Linked DNA regions of Mus musculus: all the other regions are linked to region 1. A link is a contact called in public Hi-C, HiChIP or PLAC-seq, Micro-C and promoter capture Hi-C data. All regions are on one chromosome and are shown on one strand. Each heading gives the region's core, a stretch centred on a gene start, on an enhancer-like site or on the middle of the called end of the contact. The rest is flanking DNA. Distances are from core to core; before and after follow the strand shown. Region 1 holds the start of Ptpn3 (protein tyrosine phosphatase, non-receptor type 3). Region 2 holds the start of Elp1 (elongator complex protein 1). Region 3 overlaps Pakap (paralemmin A kinase anchor protein). Region 4 holds the start of Ctnnal1 (catenin (cadherin associated protein), alpha-like 1). Region 5 overlaps Tmem245 (transmembrane protein 245). Region 6 holds the start of Frrs1l (ferric-chelate reductase 1 like). Region 7 overlaps Pakap (paralemmin A kinase anchor protein).

Region 1 (3,739 bases), core at 403-2,902:
GCCAGGTGGGACTCAGTGGGCAGCTTCGCCAATCCCTCTGGGGGTTCTTCCTTCCGGACGCTGGGCTCCCATGGCTCCGAGCATGCCCAGTGCTCTCCCCGCCACTCCGAAAAGTGCTGCCCTGGCGCCCGAGCTCCAGGTTTTGCGTGCGATCCTAGGCGGGGCCAGGACAGTGCAACCCCTAGGACTCCGGGCTCTGTAGGAATTCCCCGGACGCGAGGTTCTGGCGGCGCCTGCAGCGGTGCACTACCTTGGGACAGAGACCGGGATCTAAGCCAGGAAGTCAGGCACGGCTGAGGGTCTCGTGGTGACATGGGAACAAAAGGTTCTCGGGATATCTAGCACCCAGGTCCGACCATAGAATCCTAACCATCTCTCCATCCTTTTGTTATCATATTCATTCAACAAAACGTTTTTAGTTCTTACTGGAAGCCAAGCGTCGTTTAGAGGCTGGGTCTCTTGAGAGGCGGAGTTACCGAGCTGACACAGAGGGGAGGTACTCCTTAAGGGGGAAATCTAAGTCGCGAGAGACAGCCGGCAACATACTCCAGCAGCCCCTCCGCTCGCCCTTCCGTTTCACGGGCACAAAGCTTGCGCTCGTTTTGTTTTGAGGTTTTTTTGTTTTTGTTTTTGTTTTGTTTTTGCACCGGCTTTATCGTCCCAAGAAAGCTTCCTTGTTTAGCTGCGTGACTGAATGGTATTTGTCACCTGATCTGGTTGTTCCACCAGCTCTCACCGGGCCACCCCCTATCTTTCTTGCCTGGCTCCTTTCCCCTGTTCTTAGAATTTATCACCTAATACCCTGCGTTGTTTACGGACCTGTTGTTTGTTGCGAGAAAGTCCCTTCTAAACTCCCAACAAGGGGCAGAGATTTTGTCTATATATTAAGTGTGAAGAACGTAAGTAACTGTTGAATGGATAAGTGATACATGCTTGGAGTGCGGTAATGGACTTGGAGAGGGAGCAAGAGGTCAGGGCTAATTTAGAAAGGTAGCCAGAAAGGTCTCTCCTACAAGAGGCACCTGAATGGTGAGAGGGCTCGAAACACCAGCAAAGCAGGGCAAAAGACGTCCTACCTCGAGGGAAAGGCAGTGTAAAGGTCTCCAGGCGGGTCAAGTTCAGAGGGTATGATGGGGAGGAAGGTGCAGTCGGAGCGCAGGAAGACAGGTGTGGGAGGAGGCGGAAGAGGCCGGCTGGAACGCCCGCCACTAGGGGCCCTATAGGCTTTGGGAAGGGCTAACCTGCCTGGTGTCCTAGGACCAGCAAAGGAGCCCTGCGACCCCCAACTCAGCCACGGAGCCGCTGGAGTCAGCGAGACCCCCAACTCAGCCACGAAGCCACCGCGCAAGGCTCGCTGTCATTTCAGATTCGTTGAGCGCCAAGCCCTTGCCATTCTTAGGCATGCAATCCGGGAAAGCCAGGCACACAGTAGGTGTTCAATAAATGCTAAAAGCACGAATGGCTGCGTGCGTGAGCCAGGGGACCTGGAGGTCTGCGGGAGTTTGGCAGGTGGTCTGCGGAGGCCAGTGGCAGCGTCCCACGAGTTTGCCCCGGGCCCGCCCCTGTCCCGGGTCCCCCGCCCCGCGCGCGGGCCCGTCGCGGCCACAGCCGGGCCGGCGGGAGCCGCCCGCGGGCTGCACTGGGCATGCTCAGACGGCGGCCAGGTCGCGGCGCGAGCGAGCTTCAGTGCCGCCCGCCCGCGCGACCTACCTGGGCGCCCCGCGCCCCCGGATGCTGCAGGTATGGGAGACTGGGTCCTCTGCGGGGAGGGTCGGAGCGCGGGCTGCTGCGATCGCGGACACGCGGGGCTTACCCAACCCCCACCCGGTCCGGGGCTCGGCGGACACGCGGGAGGACTAGCGGTTGAGCTGGTAGCCCCAGGTCTCCGCGCCACGTCGGGCATCCGGGGGGCGCAGGCCCGGATCACCTGGCGGGGCTGGGGCGGGGCGCGGGCGTGGGCGGCAAAAGGCTGGGCGTTCTGGACGCAGCGGCGCGGGCGTGGGCGTGCGCTCCAGTCTGGCCGAGCCCTGGGCTTGGCGCCGAGGTATCCGCAGCCCGGCAGAGGGGGCGCACCGCTGCGGGGATCCAGCTCTCCGCGGTCCCCGAAGCTCAGCCACCCGGGGCGAATTCCCCTTCAGATTGCAAAGATGGCATTTCCTGGGCCTGGCACGAACTCCAGTGCCAAACCAATCCGCCCCGTTCCGCGGGCGACCGGGGTGGCTTCTCTGGTAACTTGCGGTGTGACACTGCTGCGTTGTGCAGGGAGAGAGCGCGCCCGGAAACCCCCGCCCCCGGTTGCTGCCTCCTAAACTTATTACGAACTTGAGGGTTGCCTTTAAAAAATTCATGAGAAGTTAAGATAACTTGACACCTGGGTGTTCCGTGAAGGTACAGGGAACTTGTGGTTGGGAAACTCTAGACCTAGGTTCAAGTTGGGCTCTTCCCCTTGGCCAGCTGGTGACCTTGGACGAGTCGTTTAACCTCTCTGATCCTCCATTTCCTCCACTGCACGCAGGCAGCAATAATGCCCACCTCGCCTGGTTGGTGGTGGATTAAGTAGGATAAATGGTGTGGAGGTGTTTGGCTCCGTGCCCGGCATAAAGCAAGCGAGCAGTTGGCGTGATGTGATTTTAATTCAGTTAGAGACCCTCATGGCTCCCATTTTGTCAGGAAGGTAGAATTAGGCAGTCATTTTCTGGGTCTGTGTTTGTGCCCAGGAGAACGTCTGCTGAGGCTTTGAAAAAAGCAACTCCACAGAGCGGTGGTGAGCTGCTCTTGTTTAATGGCAGTCTTTGTGAGTTCCGAAACTCCAGAAGTTGACACTCGGGCCTCACAGAAAGAACTATTTTTGCAAGATGATCCATCTTGCAAATGTCGAAGCGGATGAATTGGAAATCCTGGTTGGGAAAAAGATGCATATTCTGCAAAGCTCTCATGCTTAACCTTATGTTTTTGGATTGGGGAGCGGGGGTCTCTTAGCTTCTCACAGCGGGTTTGATCGTTCTTTGTGGTGGCTGCTCCTTGTGCATTACAGAGTGCCCAAAAGCCTCTGCTCAGTAGGTTCCAGTAGCAGCCTGCTTCCGACCGTGCCTACCAGGAATGCCTCTATATAGTGTCTGGGTTGAAGTGCCTCACCACCTCCACCCCTCCCCCACCCCACCCCCCGTGTCGTCCCTCTTTCCCCTTTTAGTAGAATTAACTGAGTGAGATAGCCTCCGCCTTCTGTGTAACCTAGGCTAAATGAGGATTTCATCTGGACTTTTGTTTTCTTTTTTTTCAATGATAATATCGAACCTTTGCAGTCACCTTGCAGAGCTGTGCTAGGTATGTGGACTATCTCATTTCAGTTTTACAGGTCTCCCTCTGAGACTGGTGTCACGATCCCATTTTATAGAGGAAGACATTGAGGCTCTGAGCAGGCAACTGTACCGTCCTGGGTATGACTGGGATGGAGGAAACCATGCTTCTGGTTCTGGGGGCAGAGCTTTTTCTTCTGGATAAGACTGCCATGTGTGTCTTACACAGATGTCTTTCCCGATGATTAAATCAAGATCTAGATTGTATTGGAAAACGGAAGCCTTCCTGAGATTGACTAGTTGAAAATTAACAATGGTAAGCTATTTTCTGACTGAGAGTAGGCCATTCTAGTTAAATATTCTAGTATATGAGCGCTCCCATAAATCCCAGCACACAGTTAATGGAATACCAGTCTGCCGAGAATTAGAATAGAATAAAACAT
Region 2 (3,739 bases), core at 520-3,019, 500 kb after region 1:
CTGTAACACACATCCTCCTGCTGAGAGATGACTATCCACACTGACCTCCATCTAGTCCGATTATCTCCTTCTCTTTGCTGAGACTGGAGCCTAAGTGTAGCACGGGGAGCTTAATAACAAGAGGAGAAAGGAGAGTTGAATCTCCTTCCCGGGAAGGGAAAAGTACCACAAGACTTTAGTAAGCGGGGATAGCAGAGAAGCAAGGCAAGACTGTGTACACAGAGCATGACATATGCCTCCACAAGGAACCATTCCTTAGGTCCAGCAGTACAGTGGTTGGTGCAGGTTGGCCAAACAGTATATGACTGAACAAGACTTGCCAACACACTCCTATAACACCGTTTCAACACCACAGAAGACAGTTTCATGAATGCTCATACCCGACCCAAGACCGCACCAGGCTAGCTACCAGAAGGAAAGTGTTGATAGTTTAAGATTCCCGGTTTGCTTACCGGTTGGAGTGCTGGAGTATACAGTGGTCCTCACAGGGTTTTCCTTTAACATCTAGAGGAATAAATGAGTCGCAGGTTGTTGAACTGGCATTTACCACGTGATTACCTCCTTTGGTTCATGAAGATTGTTCATTGCGAAGCTGAGCACAGTGGGCAAAGTAAATAAAGGCTATGAAGTATTTTAAGTGGCCTAATTTACATAGAATCCTTTACTCAGTGTTAAGGCAGGTAACATTCTTAGCTCCTCCATCTTGTCACTTTAAAATGAGTACACCTAGAGAAACACTATTATAAGCGCCACATTGCTGACATTATGGTGGTGTTTTGTGAGGCTGTCTTGATGGTATGCAAAAATCACACGTTTTTTTTTAAATTCAGTCCTAAAGAGAATTTAGGATGCTTATCCTAAATATTATATGTGGGTCTACCGGTTTCCCTGAATTTAAAAAGGCTAAAATAGAGGCTAGAGGAGGATCCCCAAAGGTGGTATCGGTATTTTCTTGGCAGAACGAACACCAGAGAAGCCTATTTCAAACGTCCAGTGGACAATATGCACAGTTTCTTCTTAACACTAGATACTGCTTCCTTAACATTTCTTAATTTTTCTCTCCATGCCTAAGGTTTCTTCCCGGTTCGGCGTAGGATTGATCCCTCCAAGCACACCAACCCTTAGTAGTGTGGGGAAAGCCCAGATAGACCAACGCGGAGTTCCTTAGTTTAGTTCACGTCCTTTCCTGCAAACAACCCACACATGGCGCTGCGGTTCCCACGAAGGAAAGCGCCTATTTTAGCTCTTCATCAGCGCAAATCTGTATTCCTGGGACTAGGATGCTCAGGGAAGAGCACGGGTGGCTTGCATCGCGTGGCAGAAGTGCCTGCACCCGTGCGGTAAAGCGGAGCTCACCACCATCCCGCACTTACCCGCTTTATACCAGCGAGTGAAGTATCGATCCACAAGGGAGGGTGGCGGGGCTTCGGTAGCTATGACTACCTCTGGTGGCGCCAGCTTGGCTTCGGGGCAGCGGAGCTCTTCCATCCCTCTAGTCCAGGAGCGTAGTTCCGGCGCGTGGGAGCCGGTTGGTGTCGTGCGCACGCGCGCGACTCCCCGGCTGGCGGCCAAACTCCCTCCCCGACCCCAGTCACCTGTGATCCTGGGCCAAAGCCCAACTGTGGGGCAAAAACAACCGGGTGTCAAAGAGCTGAGGGACAGCAGACAGCAAGGTCCTGCCTCTGCCGGGTGAGGGCTCCCCGATCCCCTGGACCCTCTGAGCACCCTCGAGCTCCTGAGGAGGCGCGTCTGGCCACACCCACCCGGTGACGTCACTCAGCGCGCCTCGCGGGTGACGCCACGTCCGCGCCGCCTTTCTGGTGCTACCTGGCGTGTTTCGCCCTTCAGTGGATCGTGTTTCTCGTCTCCCGTGTGCATCGGCGGTTCCTTTCCAAACCCAGTGCGCCGTGAGGGCTCGGAGCCGCCTCGAGGGCGTCGTAGGTGAGCATTCGCCCGTCCCAGTCCGAGCCGCTGTGTGCGGCCTGGTCTTGCTGTCCAGGGCTGTTCTGGTGCAGGGGAGATGCACGCGCTTCTGCCTGCGCGCGCCGGCGGGCCGGGCGTGGACCTCTTCTTTCTTCGAGTTTCGGATGCTTTCTGTACACGTTTTCCCCGGGGCCGTCTTGGGGCGCTGCGAGGGATGAGGGTCCGGTACCCCAATTGCGGGTTTCCTTGTAGCGTGTAGATAAAACCTCTACCAGCTTGTCGTGGAAGGTGATAGGTAAATAGAGGCCTCTGTGCTGTGCTGCGGGTCCCTTCTCGCTCGCATTTGGGACTTTTCTATGAAGTAGTGTATCTCGTGCTTCCCTACCTGGTGTACCTAAGCCGGGATTTCTGTGATGGCTGTGATTTTATAGTCTTTTGTCTTTAGGGCCTAACATTTGGCAAGGTTTTGTTGTAAGTCACATAACGGATCTTAGGTATTGTGTAAAGGATTCGTTTGCGTATTGAGAACCATGATATATAACCAGCAAATATCTCGATGTGTAAGTGAAAGAAAAAGAGACAAAGACAAATTTTAGTTTGTGGAAACAGAGATGACAATAAGTCCCAAGCCAGGATGAGCTATTATTTGATAAGAGATCAGCAGGTTCTCTGTTTTTCAGGTTGCATTTCATATGCTTGTAAGGGTCAGCTTATGATAATATCAGGATTGATTTTAATGTGAGTTTAATGTTTAGTTTGGTCTTGTTCATTTACAAGGTATATAGGTTTATCTAATCTTCCCTTTAGTGAGCTACCAAGCCTGAAGGTAGGGGAGAAAGTGGATCAATGGTCAGAATTTTGGGACATGATCAAAGTTGTATGAAAGCACCTCTTAGAACATGTGTGGGTGGAGTCAAGGGAGGTGCAGTTGGAGGTGCCAAAGGAAGGCTGTTAGCAGATTATGATCCTAGAAACATTTGGAAGATGTTTCCTAACTTTGAAAGCATTGAGAAAACTACAGGACTGTGTAACTCCAAAAAGTTAAATGAGTGAGCAGTGTCAGAATGACAATTTAGAGAAGTCGGTTTTCATGCTAAAAGAATTGGGGCATTAGAGAGATTAATGAGTTTGCCTTTTTACCAAGTGACCATGGAGGCCAGAAGAAGGCATGGGGTTCCCTGGAATTGGAGTTATAGATAGTTGTTATCTGCTGTGTAGGTGTTGGGAACTGAACTCAGGTCCTCTGGAAGAGCAGCCAGTGTTCATTAACCTCTGAGCAGTCTTTCCAGACCTGAACTCGGTAATTCTTTTAAAAACTCAGATTGCCTTGCTGTGTTTTATCAGTCAGGGTCCAGTAGAGGCCAGACAGTATTTCAGCAGGATTATTATGAAGAATTACTTAAACTGCTATAGGAGGAAGAAAAAGAAAAAATGAAAAACAAGTAATTTGGAAGGCAAGTGGAAGGAAGCAGTTCCCATGGGTAGGGAGCAACACTAGGGCAGATTTTGGCATCATCAGGACCCAACACCTCATAGAAAGGCCCTGTAACACTGGGATTAGACTGAGAATGAGGCTCAGAAACTCAGGATGAAGCCTGGGGCTGGATTTCTGTGTCTGGGGATACAGCGTGCCTGATTAATGCTCCTACCTCTGGAGTGGCAGTGATGAGGCTGGCCCTGGTAGTGCCAGCGTACAGGTTCATGGAGAGGGATGTCGGTCATGGTAATTGGATCATGGCAACATTTGGTCATAGCATATGCTATAGTTATCATTTGATGATGTCTTCAGGTTTAACATGTTGTAAATTAACCTGCA
Region 3 (3,739 bases), core at 561-3,060, 480 kb before region 1:
TGTCCTACTCAAAGACCAGCCAAGCTGTTCGTGATTGCACCTCAGCATCCCAGAAACCAGACAGAACTCCATGGTGCAGAACTCTGACTGGGGCAGAGATGGAGACCTAGACAGGTGCTCCTGGGCCACGGCTAACTCGGGGTGGGAGTGGGGACATGTTCCACAGGACTCTTGAGGTTCCCCCTTCCAAGGGAGAGGATTCTCATTTTCTCTCTCTCTCTCCCTCCCTCCCCCCCCCCTCTTTTAAAGAAAAGGATCAAAAACAGAGTGGAGAGCAAGCAGTAGAATCAGAACATGAACATCTGTGTTAAAAGTAATCAATTCCTTCCCATAATACTATAAAATCTAGTTGGTCAAAACCGGGAATGCCGCCAGACTTAGAGAAAGAAAGGATGTTTGGTTAAAATGGAAATGCTGCCAGGAAGGCAAGAGTGATGCTTAAGTGAATTCAGAGCAAAGGCAAGCCGGTTCCCCAGGCGTGTTGATGGCAGGTGCATAGCATATATATCTCTTCAGCCTCCAGGCGCCTGTGAGCACGCGCTGAGACAAAAAGAGCTTCCAGAGAGAAGTAAAACTTGTTCATGGACTCAAAAGATACAATACGGCACATAAAATCAATTTTTCAAAGGCAAACGCCAGTAGTAAATTTGCTGGATTATAGCCACTGGGCTTGGAATGGACACGGGGGAAGGTGCTGATTTGTCAAAGTCCCCAGTATGCAATCTCTGGGGACAAACGCTACCGGGTCTGAGGAGAGAACCCACTGTCATCCTTTTCACACATGCTTGGGATGATGGATTGTCGGGCCTAGTGAGTAGTAGTGTGTTCATCTGTGCTGTGTAGCTCGGCGACCCAGCTGCTAGCCCAGCCCGGTTGGCTCATCACTGGCTGCTCCGACCCTCACCCGCTCTCATCCGGCCACCTGCGCCACTGCTCTCCAGTGAGGGTTCCCGTTCTCACGGGCTTCGTTTCGGTCTCTTCTAATCCACTGGCTTTCTCTAGAATTTCCCAGGGCTGCCAGAGTCTCTCCGCTCTTATCTTTGCCAGCGTGCCTCCTCTACGGACTTTAAAGGTGGCACTTTCCTCTGCGACCTGCTCCTAAAATTCCCCTCAAAGTATTCGCAGATTCTCAACCGGGCTTCACTGGAGATGAAACCCCAGTTCGAACTCCTCAATGCCGAGCCTCAGGACAGACGATCCTGCTCACCTCGAGCCCCCACCCTCCAACCTTCCTGACCTTCAGAACCGTTGCTTCCTCCATCAGCTAAGAAGTTCAGCAGCCTAGACTCCAGTCCAAAAGTGCTCCGGCTGAGCACCCTAGGCCTCAGTTTCCTTGCAAAGCTATAGACTTCTAAAGATGCCGCCAGCACTGCCACCCCAGCAGGCAGGAGTTTTTGGCTAACTGACCTCGGTGGCTTCGTCTACCTCTACTGGCTCTTTTGCACAGCCACATTTGATTTCACCGTTTTTCCTGTATATCTCGGCGGAAGGTGGGGCTGTTTATTTTTTAAAGCATATGTAAGTATTGAATAAGCCCGGCCATGCCCTAAACCTAAAAAATTCAAAGGCATAAGGACCTTTCTAGCTCGAATAGCTTCCCAGACAGGATCCACTAGACACAGACTTGAAGACCCTCACAATCCACCTTTTCCCAGTGCCGGAGAGCGCTCTAGCCCGAGTTCCGAACCGCCACGCCCCAACTTGAACACCCACCTCTAGGCGCCAGTTCCGAGGGCGCAGTACTCCGGCTCCGCTCCAGCGTGGTGCGGCTGCCGCCTGCTGCTCCCAACGTCCAGGGAAAGGCGCGGCACAGCCCCAACCTGGGGCCAGCGCATCTGCCAAGAGCAGCAGCCTCTGGGCTCGCCTGGCACCCGGGAGCCCCGCCCACCCATCCGGGCCCGCCCCACTCCAGGCCGGTGGTCCGCCCTCCGTTTTCATTGCTCCTCCCCATCCACCCATACCTCCTCTTGGTAGCTGGAACAGAACATGAGCCCTAAGAAATGGTGAATGAATGCATGTATGTATGTATGCCTGCATGAATGAATGGAGAAACCGAAGTGATGGGAGAGGTGGCAAGAGAATGTTTCCTAACTGGGGAGGGCGCCGCGTGTCTGAGTTAGTGCATGGGTGGGTGTCTGTGAAGGCGTTGCCGCATGTATATACATATATATATATATATATACATATATATATATATATATATATATATATATATATATATATATATATATATGTGTGTGTGTGTGTGTGTGTGTGTGTGTGTGTGTGTGTGTGTGTGTGTATGTGTATGAGTGCGTGTGGAAGTATGTGTGGGAGAAAGCCCTGACTGGCCCTTGGTTAGAGCGAACATAGAGGGATTGGCTGGGAAGTGTTTCTTAGCTATAATAAGAGTTTAATGTGGTCCAAAGGCTGAGATGCAGGTAGAGAGATATTCTGGAAAATCTTTGGTTTGTACATCTTTCAGGCTGCTGTGGCTGTGCAGCGGTCGGTCGGTGGCTTCTGGTGTCAAAGCGTGTCTGTTAACAATGCCAGAGTTGGGGAAGGGAGCAGCTGAGGCTCAGGGTTTGACTCCATTAGGCAGGTGGCCAGCCATCCCTCATTTCAGAGAGGTCTGAAATTTCAGTCTGTCGTCCCCTCCCCCGCGATGAATATTTAAATAATGTTAATGACCTTTGGAAAACCGAGCAGTCTAGAAGTCCTTAGAGAGGACACCAATATACCCATAAATGGCCCAGACAGAAAACAGCATTTTCAAAAAGCAAGCTATTGTGCGTCTTACTCAGCTTTAGGGCAAGTTTTCTGCAGAGGAAAAATCACATCAAGCGGAGTCAGATTCAGCTGTTCACCAGGGAAGCGCTTTCCCGGTGATCCACAACCTCCCAAGTCTGACTCCTTTATAGTCCCTGGGGCTTTTCCAGTTCGCCCTAGCCATCCCCTCCTCCGCCCACAATCACAAGGCCCGGGGCTCAACTTCTTAAAATCTGTTTGAATGACAAACACAGCGGGAGAAAAGTCCAAGTCCCAGCCGGATTTCATTTCCCTAACTTCCTTTGTATTGGAAATCTGGGACCTCCCCAGGTTAGGGAAGTGAAATCAGACTGGGATTTCCCTAAAAGCGTCTTCACTTACGGGCCAGGGAACCAGACCACCTCTGAGAAGGGCTTTCTCCTGCTTGAACACTTCCCCAACGCTGACTTGGGGAAGCCCGTAAAGTCTTCCAGGGAGAATTGGATAGGTTACTTCTCCGTTGCCGATGAACAGAGCCAATTTAAACCAGATTAGATTATATTAAAGTCAGGATTAATGGGAAGCTGCTCTTGACTGGTCTCAAGGACCAAGGCCAGGGAAGTCACCATGGGGGAAGGGAGGATAGTGGAGGGAGAGAGAAGGGGGTAGAGAAGAGGAGAGACTAAAACATCTGGATTATATAGGGAAGAGCCTCTGGGGGAAGAGCAGCCCAGCCCCTGGACTGGAAAGTTCAGGGTTGGGGGCAGGGTATGCCCGTTAGGGACTGAGGGATGCTGGGAGAACCTGGAAGCCAGGTCTGCCTTGGTATGTAAAATATAAAAATATTTCAGTCCCTTGTCCCCGGGGTCTGAAACCAAACAGACTTTCCTGACTCTCATTCTGCCTTTCCCTTAGCATTTAGAGATTGTCTAGTATGCCGTTTTGTTTTGCTTTGCTTTGCTTTGCTTTGCTTTGCTTTGCTTTGCTTTGCTTTGCTTTGCTTTGCTTTGCT
Region 4 (3,739 bases), core at 515-3,014, 440 kb after region 1:
TAAAATGTAAAATATTTATATTTTGAAATAAAGTTACAAATGTTGAATGAAACCGGTGATAAACTTAGCCTCCTCTTTTTGAGGAATTTGAACTTTGTCCAGACTTTCCCTGGGTATCCTACCTTTGGTGCCACTATCTATACTGATGCCAGTATTTTTATGAAATTGGGTCATCTTACATGAGGGAAGCTGTCTGCAGAGTAAGTGTTTACACCATAAAGAGGCCAGAAGAGTCCATAGCTGAGGCAGAAGTCCTCAGTGGTTTGGTGGGAGGCAGCCTTGTAGATCAGGCGTGAGAGAGGGTTAAGGTAAGTGTTGGGAGAAGGAGCCTGGAGAAAGCTCTGCAGCTCAGGGTGCATACTGTTCTTCTAAAGGAGCCAGTTCAATTCCTAACACCTATGTTGGACGGCTGGTAACCCCCTTAATTCAGCTCCAGGAGATCTGATGCCTCTGTCCTTCAGGCACTGCCCTCACGGACACATGCCCACGTGTAGACACACTTTACAAGAAAAAAAGAATTGGAGGATGAGTTGAATTCAGGAGCTCTTTTATACCATTACCGGAGATGCCCATGCTGCTTGGGCAGGTGAAACTGAGTCCTTCAGCTTCCCTTCCAACACTGCAAGCCGAATCCATCAGCCTAACTTGATGAAGAAAGCCAGTCTCAGATTCCTTTTTGCCCCCACGTGTGCTCATTAGCAGCTATGGTCCTTCAAAAATGCTTTATTGTGCTGCTTAGTCAGTCGCTGGGTCCTTCCTAAGGTCAGTGTAGAATCTTTCTTAAGACACAGGCTTCTGAATGCCTTCCTTGGCTTTGTTCCTGGAAACTGGAGGAAAAGGCGCTTTGGCACCTCTTCTCACCACAGGGATTCTGTGTGAGCTCATGGTTGGGCTGAGAGAATGGATTCTTAGCCTTAAGTGACTTCAGTCAGACACATCTTTTCATTCAAGGAGCAGTTAACATGCTGCTAGTTCTTGGCTAATATTAGAAACAATGTTACAAGTTTTTAAAAGGTATTATTTAGCCAGAGCCCAAACTTTTGTTTTTGATTCTCTTGAAGGTGAATTCTAAAGGTAACTGCAAGATACACTGCCTTCTTGCTGAGTATCAAGATATGTGAATATATTATCAAATGTTTCAACTCTGTAAGAGATACAATCAGAACATAGAAGTGGAGGCGAAATGGGACTGTCTTTCCTCGGAAGCCATTGAAAGAAAGATGGTTACAAGTGTAATTGATGTCTCAGTCCCAGGGCAGAGGTTCAACACCATAAAAACATGTAGAAATATTTACGGGAAATCAGAATTGACTTTTGAGGCAAATGGATTTGGTGGAAAGCTTTGTTGGGGACAGTTGTCTTCTGGTAAGAGGCCACATAAACTTGTGGAGGCTCTCGGGTGGCCTGCTCTAGATAAAATTAGGCTTTGGAACTCACCCTTGAGGAAAGAGGCACAGGGGCGGCCAGAGGGCGGGTCCGCGGGGTGGGACTATGGCAGTGGATGGGTGGGGCCGCCCAGGTATTAGGGCGGAGCTGGTGGGGCGTGCCACCCTAGAGGCGGAGCTGATGATCCTGGACTGCTACGCGCCAGACTATGGGTCAGTGGGCGGGACGTAGAGGGGGCTCGGCTAGGGTGCTGGGCAGAACTAGCTAGAGTTGGGTGGCCTCGAAGGCGGGGCCCGCGCGGTGGTACAGGCCTGGGGGCGGGGATACGGGCCCAGGGTCGCATGGAGGCGGGGCCGAAGTAGTGGCACAAGGGTAGGGGTGGGGCCTCGGTGCGGCGAGGCGGCGGGCAACCCGGAGGCTGGTTGGCGGGCAGGCAGAGGTGCGGATAGCGCGCTGTGCTATCGGTGGAGGGCCATGGCCGCTTCTCCAGTCCCGGGCGGTGGCGGTGCGGGAGCTGTCCACTCCTCCAACGCGGCTGGCTTCACCTTCGACTCGGGACTGGAGATCAGGACGCGCTCGGTGGAACAGACTCTTCTGCCCCTGGTTTCTCAGGTACCGCGGCCCCTGGTCCCCGTGTGCGCTGCCCGCGATGGCGGCGGGCGCTCTTTCCTCGGTCCGGCTTGGCGGGGCGGGAGGCGGCGCTGTCCCGCATTGCGCGAGCAAGACGGCGGCACGGCGGGACTCGCGTGGGGGCCCAGAGCCGGGCGGCTACTCCTGGGCTCGCGGTGAAGCGCTGGAAGCGCTGGAGCCCAGCAGGTGCGTTGTTCGGCCTAGGCAGCCGGACCCGCCTGGCCCAGTGGCTCCGAGTGAGGCCCAGCCGCGGGTCAGTAGGACCCCTATGGGGTTCTCTGACTTCCAGAGCCAAGCTGGCGGCCGCTGCTCAGTCGGCCGCCGCTGTCGCTGTCCGCATCGCAGGCCAGACCCAGGCGCTGGGTGCAGACTAAGGCATTCCAGTTTGCCTCTTACTCCAGCGTGTTCTCCAAGGCCTTTGTCCTGTTCCCTTGGTCATGTGTGGGCTCGCCCAACTCCCACCCACTCCGGCCACCTGTCCTGTCTCTCCCTGTCATTTGCCTGCCCACCACCTCTGTCTGCTAGAACTCTGTAGAGTGACAGGAAGGAGTGCTTAATCCTGATTGATGCACACCTTTTGCAAGGTCTCAGTTGGGATTAGTGCATTATTATATTTTGAGTTATAAAAGAAGTCTAGAATCAGCTAGGATGTGCTTAATTAAAAAAAAAAAGTTTGTCTCTCTGAGCTGAGGTATACATAACCCGAGGGCTAGAATTCCTCATCTACAGCTATGGTACTGTGCCAAACACCAAGGGAGGAATTTTGTCTTTGGCTGTGCGTTGGCGATGTGTGACTCATACTAAGCCTGTAACACCTTGGTGACTCATGCCAGGATTACCAAGATTTTAGAGGTAGAAAGAATCTTAAATTATCTTATCCGACTCCAAATTAAAAGATGATTTCTTACAACAACCTCAACTCCTGTCCACCAATGCCTTACATAAACACGTTTAATGAAAGGGAGGTTGTCACTATTCCATAGACTTTTAAATACTGTCTGTTCCAGCCTGGTCGCAAAAATATTTGAAAATTGTAGTTTTATATGCTTCTGAAATTCTTCTAATGCTAATGAAGTAAATATCCCCATTTTCCTCCCTGCATCCTGTGATTAATGGAGCAATGGTGACTATACCTGGCACTCTGTGGCTTTCTGTCTTCCTGAGTAATGCATGCATGCATGGAAGAGCCGCCATTTCCTTTCTAGCACTTACATCTCCTTCCACCCTGGAGACTTCCCCGAACTCCCCATCACCAGAACAACCACACCCCATAAGTGGCGAGGAATGGAGAGAGATGAGAGTGATGGGCTAGAGGCGGATTAGGCTTTACCCATCTCCTTAGTACTAGAAGTTTGCCAGTGCTAACTCATTTAATTCTTGCCACCCCTGAGGTGAGGTGTGGGGTTGTTTCTCTCAGAAGGCAGATGAAGAAGTGGACCGTTAGTTAGATCAGCTAACCTGATGTTAGGAATTTCAACTCTTAAATGCCCAAGAGGGGTTTGAATCCAGGTAGCTTGCCTCCAGTAGTCTGTCTGCTTTTTAGCCACCCCCATGTCCCTTCTAGAGATAAGAGGAGGTGATGTGAGCAGGGCAGAGTAGTTACAAAAAAAAAGTTCCAGTGTAGAAAAACTATCCAGAGAGCTGCAGTCTGAAAAAACAGTAACTTTGTATAGTATCATTGCTAAAACGTTACCAGTACTATGGAGCTGTGTTTTTACCAGTA
Region 5 (3,739 bases), core at 781-3,280, 390 kb after region 1:
TTTCAGAAGATTTGGCACCTTCTGTCCTCTGCAAGCACCAAACACTCATACAATAAAACAAATCTTCAAAAACAATAAAATAGCCAGGCAGTGTTGGCCTTTAATCCCAGCACTCGGGAGGCAGAGGCAGGCGGATTTCTGAGTTCGAGGCCAGCCTGGTCTACAGAGTGAGTTTCAGGACAGCCAGGGCTACACAGAGAAACCCTGTCTCGAAAAACAAACGCAAAAAAGTAACACCCCAAGTTATGAAAAAGAACTCACTAAGAGTTGAGAGGTTTGTCTTTCAGGTTTATTATGTCTGTCCAAGACGCTTGATCAATTGGCACATGATGATATTGGAAAAAAATTGAACAAGCAAGAGATAAGTATGTGTGTATAGATCTTTGAACTGTCGTGGGAGGAAGAGTCAGCTTCTGCAAAGAGCTTGCAGCTTTCTATAAATGTGTTATTTTGATAAAGCCATAGCATTTTATTCAGATTTATTTATTGGAGAAATTTTTATTCTGACATTCTTGCCTTTTAGGTAAGAAGATAAAAGGAATTTTGGTGAATACTACACCTTACATCTTAGATTAAAAAATAAATTTCAGGCTACTTACAGAAAAGAAATAACTATGTAACCTCTTGTTCAAGAGCCTAAAAAATGAGGACATTGGGATCAAAAGTCAGGAAATGTTTTTGGTTCTGACTTAGAAGACAGAAGGGGAGTATATATTAGCCATCAGTTGTTCATTAGCTGTTATATAGATCAGCCTGATGTGGTAAATTTATTTCAAGTGTGACGTGTGTGTGAATGGTGTATGTGATTGACTATGTGTGCTTTCTTGTGTGAAGGGGATAGAGGGTATAGATGTGTGTAGGTGGGTAGGCGGCTGTATGTGTGGAGGTCATAGAACAGCCTTTGAGTGTTGGCCTTTAAGGTAGTAAGTTTGAAGAAATACTGATAAATGTCACAACATTTTAACCTGAAAAATAAAATGTTTTTCAGAGATAGTTGGCTTTTATATTTATTATGAATAATTTGTGTCTAGCTTATGAGCAAACCACTTTTATAAGCGGTTTGTACCAGATATAACTGGTTCAGGTATTTATAAGGCCAACATCATGTGGGCAAAGAAGTACCTAAATGCATATTGTCAACCAGTTTGGAGAATTAGCCTTTCATCATTAAAGGAATGAAGAACAAATAACGGTTTCCACTTAAAGCCTGCTGAATTATCTTTAAGGCTTTCAGTTAGTTCATACTGCCTTGGGGAAAGTGGTGTCCTGTGCAGTACTCCAAAGCAGTACTTACACAACTCCTTAGAGCGTTGTTGGCCAGTGCACAGCACTCCATTACTTGCCTTGACGACTCTTCAGTTTACACTGGGGATACGAATCGTGAACCATATGTGAAGATGCTGACTGCCTTAAAAATTGGGACTGTTTATATATCCTCCTGTGAGTAGTGACTAAGTGCAGTGAATTTAATAAATGAACACAACACCATTGAATGTAAGATGGTGACAAACACTAGAGATAGAAATGCTTATGATTAAAAAAACACAGATTTTATATTTCATCTCTGTGAATGGATAGGAAGTTATAGAAAAAAATGGGAAAATGGAAGCAGTTATTTTAAGAAAATGGAACTACAATCCAATGCTTGTCTTTTAAAATTGTCTTGAGAGCCTGGCGTGGTGGTGCACGCCTTTAATCCCAGCACTCGGGAGGCAGAGGCAGGTGGATTTCTGAGTTCGAGACCAGCCTGGTCTACAAAGTGAGTTCCAGGACAGCCAGGGCTATACAGAGAAACCCTGTCATGAAAAACCAAAAAATAAAATAAAATAAAATAAAGTTGTTTTGAGACTAGGGAGATGGTTCAGTTTGTAAAGTATTTGGCAGTTTGTCTTGCAAGCCTGAAGACCTGCGTTTGTTCCCCAGCACCTATGTAAATGAAGCTCAGCCCACATCTTTAACCCCAGGACAGGCAGAAGCAGGTGGGGCTCTGTGAGTTGGAGGCCAGCCTGGACTACAAATGAGAAAGATCTTATCTCAAAACAAATGAACAAAAGAAAAGCCAGCCACAGGTAATCCCTGTGTTGCAATCCCAGTGCTGAGAAATAGAGGCAGTAACATCTTTGGGCTGCTGACTGGCCAGTCTAGTTGAATCTGGTGAGCTCAAGGTTAATTTAAACTCTATCTCAAAAAGTAAAGTGGAAAATGACTGAGGGAGACACGCGGTGTCCATCGTTGGTTTTGACACTCATTTGTGCATATGTATGCCCATACACTTATACATACAAAAATCAAAATCTCTTAAGTGCCCCCCCCCCCCCTTTTGGCCTGTGCTAGGGATTGAGCAAGGTAAGTGATCTCCTCCTGAGCTCTTTGCTCTGAGCTTTACAAATGTCTCTAATAAGGAAATAGGATGAGACACTACACTGAGTGTAAGTTGTGCCTGCTGTGTCAGGTTCCCAGAAGTCTGTCCTGCCAGCCCTGCCTGTCTCAGCAGACTCAGGGAGAGATTTGTGCTTGTATGTAAGGTCCTAAATTTTACTTAAGAGTCTTAAGGCAACCCTTAATTGGAGTAATGCAAGACTTAAGCTCTATCTAGACTTGCTTTGGAAAGGCTTTCCACTGGACAGGTAAGGCCAACTAGGTCATTAAGTGTGTTTGCATTTGTCTTGTTCTCTTGTACCCTGAGACCCAGGAAGAGAAGTGGGAGGGAGGATGAGAGAGAAGATGGGAGAATTTACTGGAACATGGAGGCATTTAAAAACAAAACAAAGACCCAGCATGTATTGATCATACTAAATTACTTAAAAATATCAATCAGATTGTACCTGTATTTTTCTTCTAGCTTCACAAAATTCTAGGAGATAAGGTGAACAATACGGCTGTGATTGAAAAGCAAGTTCTAGAACTGTGGGACAGACTGTATCACTCTTGGTTTGTTAAGGTAAGTTCTTTTAGATTAAGTGTCCATAGTAACTAGTAATAGCATTGTGCTTTACCGGGTGATTGGGTCTATAGGACTGTGATGGTTTGTATATCCTTGGACCAGGGAGTGGCACCATCTGGAGGTGTGGCCTTGTTGGAATAGGTGTGACCTGGTTGGAATGGGTGTGTCACTGTGGGTGTGGGTATAAGATCCTCACCCTAGTTGCCTGGAAGTCAGTCTTCCACTAGCAGCCTTTGGATGAAGACGTAGAACTCTCTCTCAGCTCTGACTGTGCCTTGCCTGCCTGCCTGGATACTGCCATGCTCCCACCTTGATGATAATGGACTGAACCTCTGACCCTGTAAGCCAGCCCCAATTAAATGTCATCCTTTATAAGACTTGCCTTGGCCATGGTGTCTGTTCACAGCAATAAAACCGTAACCAAGACAAGGACTTTGTTAACTTTAGAGTTTCACTTCCCATTCCAGCAGTGAGAACTTAAGCCTTTGTTAGTGTCGGCTTCCATTGGTGGTTAGTTTCTTTGGCAAGCCCCGTAATCTCTGAGGTATCCTCTTCCATCATTTGCTCATCATGTAGTATCTTCCTCTGCAGTAGCTGTGTACAGTGCACATACAGAAGCCACGTCTGTTTGCTCATGGTGATGGGGATTGAGCCTGGCATCGTGTGTGTTAATAAGCACAAGGTCTGTCACTGAGCTGTTACACTCCAAGCTTCTACAAGCCACGTAGGTGGTATTTTTCTAGTAGCTGCATTAAATAACTAAACACAAACAAGAATATTAACTAAAAATGGATG
Region 6 (3,739 bases), core at 877-3,376, 310 kb after region 1:
GGACACTTCATATAACTGGAATCATATAGTATGTGGGCTTCCATGATCAGCTTCTCTCATTTAACCATGTTTTCAAGGTTCCTCTGTGTTATCGCATGTATCAGGACGTCATTCTGTCTTTGTGGTTGAATAATGGAGATGATGAGGATGCTATGTTTTGTTTATCTATTTATTCAGTTGGCAGATGTTTGGGTTGCTCCTGCTTTGGGGCTATTATGAACGATAATTTTATGAACAGTCATACACAAATTTTTCTGTGTGAACATATGTTTTGGGTCCTCTTGGAATTGCCAGATCATATGGCAACTCTATGTTTAACTTTCTGAGGGACTTCCAAGATCACAGCTTTTATATCTTATGAAATTCAAAGTGAAAAATGACATACACCAGGCGGTCAGAGGCAGGGCACATCTGTTCCTGGTTGGATACTGAATGGTAGCACTAATCTGGGGATGTTTTATAACAGAAAAAAAAGGTCCTTTTGAGAAATTATTTTGATGAGAAGAGAAATAAAGGTTGTCTGTCTTTTAAAAATGAAAATGAAATTAAATGCTTCTTCTTTTAAAAGTGACTAACTGGGACTGGGAAATGGGTTAGTGGGTGATGTGTTTGCTGTATGAAATGAAGTTGGGACCCTGGGCACCTACATAAAAGCCTGGCACAGCAGCATTTCTCTATTACCCTAGTGTTGGGGTGGAAAGCAGAGGGAGGTGGATCCTAGGGATTCACTAGACAGGTAAATCCAGCAAGGTCCGGGTTCAGGAGACTGCTCAGTTAGTAAAGTACTGGCTGTGCAAACATGAGGACCTGAGTTCAAATCCCTGATGCCCAAATAAAAAACAGTATGCGGCAGCATGTCGATAATACCAGTGCTGGGAAGACAGGGGGATCCCAAGCTCCCAGCCCAGCCTGCATAGCTGAGGTGAGCTTCAGGTTCAGTGTGAGACCCTGGCAGGATTAACATAGTTAACTTCTGATGACCTGTCGGCTATATACAATAATGAACAGCTGGCCTTTGGATTTCCCAAGGCATCTCCCATCCCGATACAGCTCCCATGTCTTCCAGCCACTGGGCTAAAAATCAGTTGAAATTACTGGCTTCTCAGTATTTCATAGTTCTGTGCAAGGTTATGACATCAGTGACATTGAACCCTACAACCCTTTCCCTACATGGTCTTATTTAATATGCACTACATCCTGGGAATTAGTGATCACTGGTCATTATTGATAACCCAGGCAGTCTGACTTCTAGGTGTGCATTTGGAATCTGTTTTTCTGCCTCAGTAGCAGTTTCCTTACTTTATGCATTTTTTTAAAAAAAAGAACCAGAAGAAAGGTTTACATGCAAGGTTCTGAAGTAGCATCGAGGAAGAGATAGTGTCACTATTTCTTGCAGAAGACAACTAGTTGTCACCACCCCAACAAGGGTCATTTAAAGACAAACCTGGGATCTGTGTATATAATTGAGCAAATGAATGGCCAGATAAATAATGCAGTGTCTTACAAGCTGATGTGAAAACGTGGAGATTCGTCGTGCTTATCAGACATGGTTAGCTCACTTAATGTCTGTGCACTTTGCTTCTGGGGAAATTGGGTAAACCATTTGCCTAGTTTGAAAGGCTCAGGTTATACTCCAGCACTTGTGGCTTTTGCCAAGGTCTTAAGTTACACTTTCCACACTGTCTCTGATATCTGCTTGACTACGTAGATAGTGGGAGTTTGTGATTTCATCTTCCTTCTGTGATGATCCAGAGAAATTTATGAGTCTAGTAAGTTTTTTCTCCGGACGAAAAGTTGCAGGAGCAAGATGTTGGCGACAGTCATTCTAATAAGGTGTGGAAACTGGATGCTGGGGATTTGAGTAAGAGAGCAAATTCTGCTTTGTGTATCCAGAGTGGGGCCTGAAGCGATACAAGCAAGCTCCCAGGTGGTGCTGATGTTGTAGATCAGCGGGCCACACTAAGCACCCAGGGACCAGAAAGGTCAAATCTGGAGGCGACTGGGCGATGGGGAGAATAGAAAGAAGGACGCGAAGAAGGAGCGTCAGGCGAGGAGGGGGTGATGCTGAGCGGACGGGGGCAGGCTGCGGGGCTGGAGCGAGGATGCGCAGAGCGAGGCAGGGAGGCGGCGGGTGCGGGCGCTCCGCGGCTGCGCGGCGCGTGCTGGCGGCGGCTCGGTCCCGGCCCGCGCCCGCGGGGTCCCCGCTGCGGCCGGAGCGGCCTGGCTGCGGGATCCGTGCGCAGCGATGGCGGGGCAACCCCTGCGGCGCCCGGCCTGGGTACCACTGCTCCTGCGACTGCTGCTGGCGGGGATCGCTGCCTGCGATGCCAGCCCCGCGGACGACAGCGCGGGCCCGGGGGGCCGGGGACCCCGGGGACGCGCGCGAGGGGACGCGGGCGCGGACGAGGCAGTGCCGCGCCACGACTCCTCCTACGGCACCTTCGCCAGCGAGTTCTACGACCTGCGCTACCTGTCAGAGGAGGGTGAGGCTACCAGAGGGTGAGGGGCGACCTGGGGGTGGGAGGTTGAGGGGCGCAGGAAGGGTCCGCAAAGGTGTCAGTGGAGGCAGATGGGCACAGATGAGACTAGAGTAGGGAGCCCGGCTCTCTGACCCAGCCTGTAGGAGGGAAGTCTGGAGGAGCTGTCAGCGCCCGCTCCCCTCTTTACACGTGGGGAGACTAGGGCCGGGAGAGTCAGTCTCAAGTCTTGCGAGGCTGTGGATAGAAGGTGCTAAGCTTATGCTCCCCTAGTTCTCAGCGTCTGGCCTCCTCCATTCTCCTGCAATGGAGGAGGCGCCATCTGGACTAGAATTCCGGAGCCCAGGGCAGCAGGCGGGAAGCAGAAAACCCAACTTAGAGACAACCGTTGCACAATTACCTCCTGGTAGGTCTGGAATAACCTAAATTTACAGGTACTGTCGCTCCATCTTTCATTGCCCAGGCGCCAGAGATGGGTCATAGCTCCCTCCCCAGTCCACCCCACATCTGCTGCTACCACACTTGTAGTCTCCTAGTGTGAGCCACCATTGTTGGGACCATCTGGGCCCAGAGACTGAGATTTCTTCGCCAGCTTCCCTGAGGAGCTGTTTCAAAGAGTACAAAAGGCAAAGCCATTCTGATAAAAGGAATGGAAACTGGTCTCTTACTTCCGCAGCTTTCGGAAAGCTTGGCAAAGAGGAGCCAAGAATCAAGCTGAGGGTTGAAATGAGGTTATCTGTTCGTGGATATATCTCTTAATGAGGATGAGGTTCAGCTATACGCAGCATACAAATGTTAATATCATCAATAAGATAGGATTTTCTCTCTCACACAAGGAAATCTAGAAGCCCCACAATCCAAAGCTGGCATGAAGTCTCCAGTCTTAGGGACCTTTTGCTCCTTCGTAATTCTCAGCTTATAGCTTAATGACCCCAAGTAGCTGCTTGAACCCCACTCACTACCTTCACTTTCCAGAGGGTGAAAAAGACAAAGTGGGGAGAAAATACTGACTGCCTACTTATTAAGGATGCTACTCTGATAGAAGTTCCATAGAATGATTTTAGTTTCTTAGCCATGTGGTCACACATAGCTGTAAAGGAGTTGGGGACAGGTAATCTTGTAGCTAAAAAAGACATACAGTATCCACTTCAAAATAATACAATTATTATATTAAGGAAGGTGGAGAGAATGAATTGGAAATATATTTATTTCCAATAATATTGGAAATATATTTATTAAATAGAGACTGCTGAACCACCCCT
Region 7 (3,739 bases), core at 330-2,829, 310 kb before region 1:
GATCATGGAAAAGAGAGCGGTGGAGATAGAGGATCAGGTTATCAGGGACCCTGTCACCTGACCCTCGAGCCTGGAGAAGAAGGGTCTTCTCTTGTTTCCCAAATAGCTAACAGGATATTAGAGGAACTTGGCAGGTGCCCCTGGAATCAATTTGTTGTTGAAGTTTATTGCTTAAAACACAAACAAACTTATTTCTCACCAGAATTACTGAAATGTGGAAGCTTCTGTGAAATTTTCTTCAAGGTGAGTTTTAAATGTATTACATGCCTTGGCTAACTTAGTATGAGTGAATAACTTGGAATTGTGGGATTCATGGCAACTATCTAGCATTGATTGCTCTGTCTCTTTCTCTCTCTCTCTCTCTCTCTCTCTCTCTCTCTCTCTCTCTCTCTCTCTCTTTCTCTCTCTCTCTCTTTCTCTCTCTCTCTCTCTCTCCAGGGCTTTTAAATGATGTGTCCCAGAAAATGTTCCCCAGGAATTGCCATCATTGTCAGGAGAAGCCAGAAAAGTCGGTTACTAACACACGTTTGCCTCTCAGTTCTAAAACACGGTGTGATTAGTTTTCTGACATTAGGACTCATGATGGGTGCCTTCCTTGCCAATCTTAACTGTCTCAGACTTGTATACCTGTACACGCGTGTATGGCAGTGTGCGTCATATGCATCACAGTGCATGTATGGTGGTCAGAGGACAACCTCGAGTATCAGCCCTTGGCGTCTACCTTGTTCGGACACAGGGTCTCTTGCTGTTCTGTGTGTTACTAGGCTAGCTGGCCTGCAAGCCATCAGGGTGTTCCCTGCCTCTGCCTTCCATCCTGACACAGAAACACCACACCCAGTTTTACATGGGGCCAGGTCCTCGCGTGTGGGCATCAAGTGCTTTACCCACTGAACTCTCTCCCCAGCCCAAACTCAAGGTTTAATGACAATAGCAAGCCTGTCACTGTGAACCATCCATATCTGTGCCCTATTCTGAAAGCACCAAAGTGTACCACCCATGCATGCTTTGGGGTCTTTGAGTTTTCCCATCCAGGGCTCTAAATTTAGAAAATAATACAGGTAATCAAAGATTTGCATTAAAACACAAAACAAAACAAAATCCACAAGCTCAGAAACATGAACAAAATCAACATTTAGTTAAATGAGTTCTTGGGTAGTCACTACCTGGCTAAAAATAAATAGACCAGGCCAGCATTTCCAGAGGCCTCTTCAGGTGTGGTGCCAAAGTCAGCATGTCTCCCTCCACTTGACAGGAGCCCTGACAGCAGCGTTCTGTGTTATAACTCTTCATAGGCCCTCAGGTTACAGGATGCTGTCGCTCACAGTCATTATTTGCACCATTAAAAGACTGGGCAGTAAATAGTCTCTGAAAGCCTTATTTATACTTCTCCCATTTTTATAGCAGCCCAGTTAAGAAGCACTCATTAGCGTGTTTTAATATGCCTTCTCATCCCGACAAAATATGAGGAATGCGGTTAAGAAACTTCATCCACGAGGGGGCGCCACATCCCTTTATGTTCTTCTCAGCGGGGAAGCCAACCCTTCTCTGGCCTGGTTCCCAGTGAGGCTACCAAGACACAGGCTGTGTGGGAAATCCACTGAATGACTTCGTTACCTTATTGCACATCACAAAATGGGCTCGTCGGCTTAAATTCAATCCAGAAAGGTTGCCAAAATTCTCGAGCAGCTGCTTCCAAGAGCGAACCTGTGTGTCAACGACTTTTCCACTAAGAACCAAAGTCCGTGAAATTGAGGGATGGGGGGTGGCGAGAACATTTGGAATGGACAAAGGGCCCTGTTTCCAACCCGAAATGAAACACAGCTGGCTTACAGCTGTGCTACCTCCTTCACCGCACATGGAGTCAAGTCGCAACACAGAATGAAGCTTTCTGTGATGGCCTCTGAGCCTCCCCTGCCAGCCACCGGCTACTCGCTTCCTGTATTCCCTTTGATACACACGGACTGTGTATACTCGGGTCCAGTTCATCAGGGAGACGGGTTTCTCCCTAAGTCCCTCATCCACCTCTACACTCTGGCTTCTGATTTTTGTGGGTTTTTTTTTTTTCCAGATCTTTAAGCCATGAAGACATCTGAACTCTTCAATCACAGAAGGTTAAGATTTTAAAATTATACTTGCTTTCTCTGTGATTTATAACTATTTATATTTTCCCACCCTGACAGTTCTCTGCACTGGACCAAGCCTGGGTGCCAAGTGTGCACCAGAGCAGGACATTAAGGTTATGCACAGCGCGTTTCTACTTTAAAACCAGCCTCACATCATGCCAAAAGGCCAGGGACCGCACCCGAGTGTCAAGCAGCCACACAAGTCCCAACTGGGGTGTTTTCACATTTTAAATGCTCACTGCAATTCAAATCTTAACCATAGACTTATAAGCTTAACTTATATTAGTTAAGGGAGCTCTGTACTGCATGTCACTTTGTTCAAATCATTTTACGTTCCTCAGGTTTGTTCTTAACATACTGATTTACCGATTTGGACAGTTCAATTTGAGTGAAGGCATCTATCCGAATGCAGCTAAGACAAGACTGTAAGGTCCATAGTTTGGATCCTATTCATTCTTTGGAAGAGTGGGAAGTACTCCCCTCCGGGCAAACCGGTCTAGTTTTAGACTTGGTACAAAGTGTAGGACAGTCCTGAGAATGTGGGCTTCTGAGTCAGCTAGCATCAGGATCAGGAAGTGGCTTTGGAACTGTCCTTACTCTCTAATGACACTCCCATGTGACAACCCCTCTGACCTCATGAGAAAAGTCTCATTCCCTGGTCCTTTCAACTCTTCTCTGTAACTGATCTTTTGGTCACTTTCCCATATCAGCTGGTGACTTCATCTGTTGGTTCATAGAATCCACATGAAGTGCTGCCGCTATCACCCCGGGTGACTCACACAAGTCCTGTTGCCATGACTCCCTGACAACTCATTTCTGATAGCTTCCATCCCCACACTCCTCATCCACCTACACTCAAGGCCAAACTCTAACCTCTCCTCACGAATGAAATGTCCCAATGCAGCAGCCCAGACCCCAGCCAGGTTCTCATCCTTCCATGTCTCTCACTAGCTCGTGCTCACCACATCTTTGCTTGGACCCCATCCTCAACTTCTTTTTCTCCTGATCTATCAACAGCTCTTCCAGTTTCCCTTCACATCTTTTCAGCTAAGATCATGTGGATCAGTAGCCTCAACAAGTCTCATCCTACACCATTAACAAACTTTTAGCTTCCTTCTGCCTATGGTCAGCTGACAAAAGTCCCAAATCAGGGTTAATCCCATCCTTCGTCCCCAAGATCAAATACCTTGATGTAAGTACCAACTACATGCGTAGGGTCTTCTATCTCAGCCAGGCCGCCAATGCAGTCCTGGAACCTTTGTATCAACTCTCCAGAGTCAGTGAAAGACACATCTAGTCCAACTCAAGCTTATGCTTAATATCCATAGAAACTCAACATAGATTGTGTTGTTTATAAATAAAGACTATTAGCCATTTATCTGCGTTCTGTTGCTTCTTGACCTCTGAGGGACCATCCCCATCAATAGCTGTCACCTCTTTCTCTCATTTAAGAATTTAGAGTCTTCTTTCTTTCTTTCTTTCTTTCTTTCTTTCTTTCTTTCTTTCTTTCTTTCTTTCTCTCTCTCTCTCTTTCTTTCTTTCTTTCTCTCTCTCTCTCCTTCTCTCTCTCTCTTTCTTTCTTTCTTTCTTTCTTTCTTTCTTTCTTCCTTCTTTCC

Evidence for each region. Promoter capture Hi-C pulls out the DNA fragments that hold promoters and counts their contacts. A called contact is a pair of places that touch in the nucleus more often than the background predicts. HiChIP or PLAC-seq counts read pairs in DNA pulled down with a chosen protein or histone mark.
Region 2: a contact with region 1 is called in an H3K4me3 HiChIP or PLAC-seq map of embryonic stem cells, with 18 read pairs. The contact joins the promoter of Elp1 here to the promoter of Ptpn3 in region 1. A contact is called at or near these places in 3 of 39 promoter capture datasets (cranial neural crest, hippocampal neurons and liver), 1 of 484 Hi-C or Micro-C datasets (embryonic stem cells), 6 of 115 datasets of contacts at active chromatin or transcription factors (embryonic stem cells, forebrain, pancreatic cancer cells and 2 more) and 1 of 9 other capture datasets (adipose tissue).
Region 3: a Micro-C map of embryonic stem cells shows a contact between it and region 1, with 3 times the contacts expected there. The contact joins the enhancer-like site here to the promoter of Ptpn3 in region 1. A contact is called at or near these places in 4 of 484 Hi-C or Micro-C datasets (embryonic stem cells and pancreatic cancer cells) and 2 of 115 datasets of contacts at active chromatin or transcription factors (embryonic stem cells and pancreatic cancer cells).
Region 4: a Hi-C map of nephron progenitors shows a contact between it and region 1, with 4 times the contacts expected there. The contact joins the promoter of Ctnnal1 here to the promoter of Ptpn3 in region 1. A contact is called at or near these places in 2 of 39 promoter capture datasets (cranial neural crest and embryonic stem cells), 3 of 484 Hi-C or Micro-C datasets (embryonic stem cells and nephron progenitors) and 6 of 115 datasets of contacts at active chromatin or transcription factors (astrocytes, embryonic limb bud, forebrain and 3 more).
Region 5: an H3K4me3 HiChIP or PLAC-seq map of embryonic stem cells shows a contact between it and region 1, with 9 read pairs. The contact joins the enhancer-like site here to the promoter of Ptpn3 in region 1. A contact is called at or near these places in 4 of 39 promoter capture datasets (cranial neural crest, frontonasal cranial neural crest, maxillary cranial neural crest and 1 more) and 4 of 115 datasets of contacts at active chromatin or transcription factors (bone marrow-derived dendritic cells, embryonic stem cells and forebrain).
Region 6: an H3K27ac HiChIP or PLAC-seq map of embryonic stem cells shows a contact between it and region 1, with 4 times the contacts expected there. The contact joins the promoter of Frrs1l here to the promoter of Ptpn3 in region 1. A contact is called at or near these places in 11 of 39 promoter capture datasets (3T3-L1-derived adipocytes, the C10 cell line, cranial neural crest and 7 more), 9 of 115 datasets of contacts at active chromatin or transcription factors (bone marrow-derived macrophages, craniofacial prominence, embryonic hindbrain and 3 more) and 1 of 9 other capture datasets (pancreatic islet).
Region 7: a contact with region 1 is called in a promoter capture Hi-C map of hippocampal neurons, with 2.9 times the contacts expected there. The contact joins the enhancer-like site here to the promoter of Ptpn3 in region 1. A contact is called at or near these places in 6 of 39 promoter capture datasets (the 3T3-L1 cell line, 3T3-L1-derived adipocytes, cranial neural crest and 2 more), 1 of 15 datasets of contacts at CTCF or cohesin (the NIH/3T3 cell line) and 1 of 115 datasets of contacts at active chromatin or transcription factors (astrocytes).

What each region holds. Positions count from the first base shown.
Region 1 is chr4:57,298,282-57,302,020 of GRCm38.p6, reverse strand. It overlaps Ptpn3 (protein tyrosine phosphatase, non-receptor type 3), which reads left to right and starts at 1,652. Exons shown (of 26, transcript NM_001384115.1): 1 at 1,652-1,740. It overlaps Gm12536 (a long non-coding RNA gene), which reads right to left and starts at 2,282. Exons shown (of 3, transcript XR_003955208.1): 1 at 1,711-2,282; 2 at 1-250.
Region 2 is chr4:56,800,361-56,804,099 of GRCm38.p6, reverse strand. Elp1 (elongator complex protein 1) reads left to right here and starts at 1,769. Exons shown (of 37, transcript NM_026079.3): 1 at 1,769-1,941. It overlaps Abitram (actin binding transcription modulator), which reads right to left and starts at 1,771. Exons shown (of 6, transcript NM_001081420.1): 1 at 1,374-1,771; 2 at 453-504. The coding sequence starts at 1,488.
Region 3 is chr4:57,780,297-57,784,035 of GRCm38.p6, reverse strand. The region is part of intron 7 of Pakap (paralemmin A kinase anchor protein); the gene reads right to left. Among named protein-coding and RNA genes, the nearest start is that of Gm35099, 27 kb to the right of the region's middle. Within about 2 kb of position 1,810, at least 207 of the 459 cell types and tissues checked have an H3K27ac peak or open chromatin away from gene starts, as enhancers often do. A contact at or near this core is called in embryonic stem cells and pancreatic cancer cells, where this site is marked.
Region 4 is chr4:56,863,236-56,866,974 of GRCm38.p6, reverse strand. Ctnnal1 (catenin (cadherin associated protein), alpha-like 1) reads left to right here and starts at 1,764. Exons shown (of 19, transcript NM_018761.3): 1 at 1,764-1,998. The coding sequence starts at 1,861.
Region 5 is chr4:56,905,417-56,909,155 of GRCm38.p6, reverse strand. It overlaps Tmem245 (transmembrane protein 245), which reads left to right. Exons shown (of 18, transcript NM_001369260.1): 11 at 2,843-2,941. Among named protein-coding and RNA genes, the nearest start is that of Gm22300, 6.4 kb to the left of the region's middle. Within about 2 kb of position 2,030, at least 6 of the 459 cell types and tissues checked have an H3K27ac peak or open chromatin away from gene starts, as enhancers often do. A contact at or near this core is called in embryonic stem cells, where this site is marked.
Region 6 is chr4:56,988,778-56,992,516 of GRCm38.p6, reverse strand. Frrs1l (ferric-chelate reductase 1 like) reads left to right here and starts at 2,126. Exons shown (of 5, transcript NM_001142965.1): 1 at 2,126-2,483. The coding sequence starts at 2,246. Epb41l4b (erythrocyte membrane protein band 4.1 like 4b) reads left to right here. Exons shown (of 25, transcript NM_001355492.1): 25 at 1-545.
Region 7 is chr4:57,605,536-57,609,274 of GRCm38.p6, reverse strand. All of the region lies in intron 2 of Pakap (paralemmin A kinase anchor protein), which reads right to left. Among named protein-coding and RNA genes, the nearest start is that of Gm52699, 15 kb to the left of the region's middle. Within about 2 kb of position 1,579, at least 78 of the 459 cell types and tissues checked have an H3K27ac peak or open chromatin away from gene starts, as enhancers often do. A contact at or near this core is called in 3T3-L1-derived adipocytes and hippocampal neurons, where this site is marked.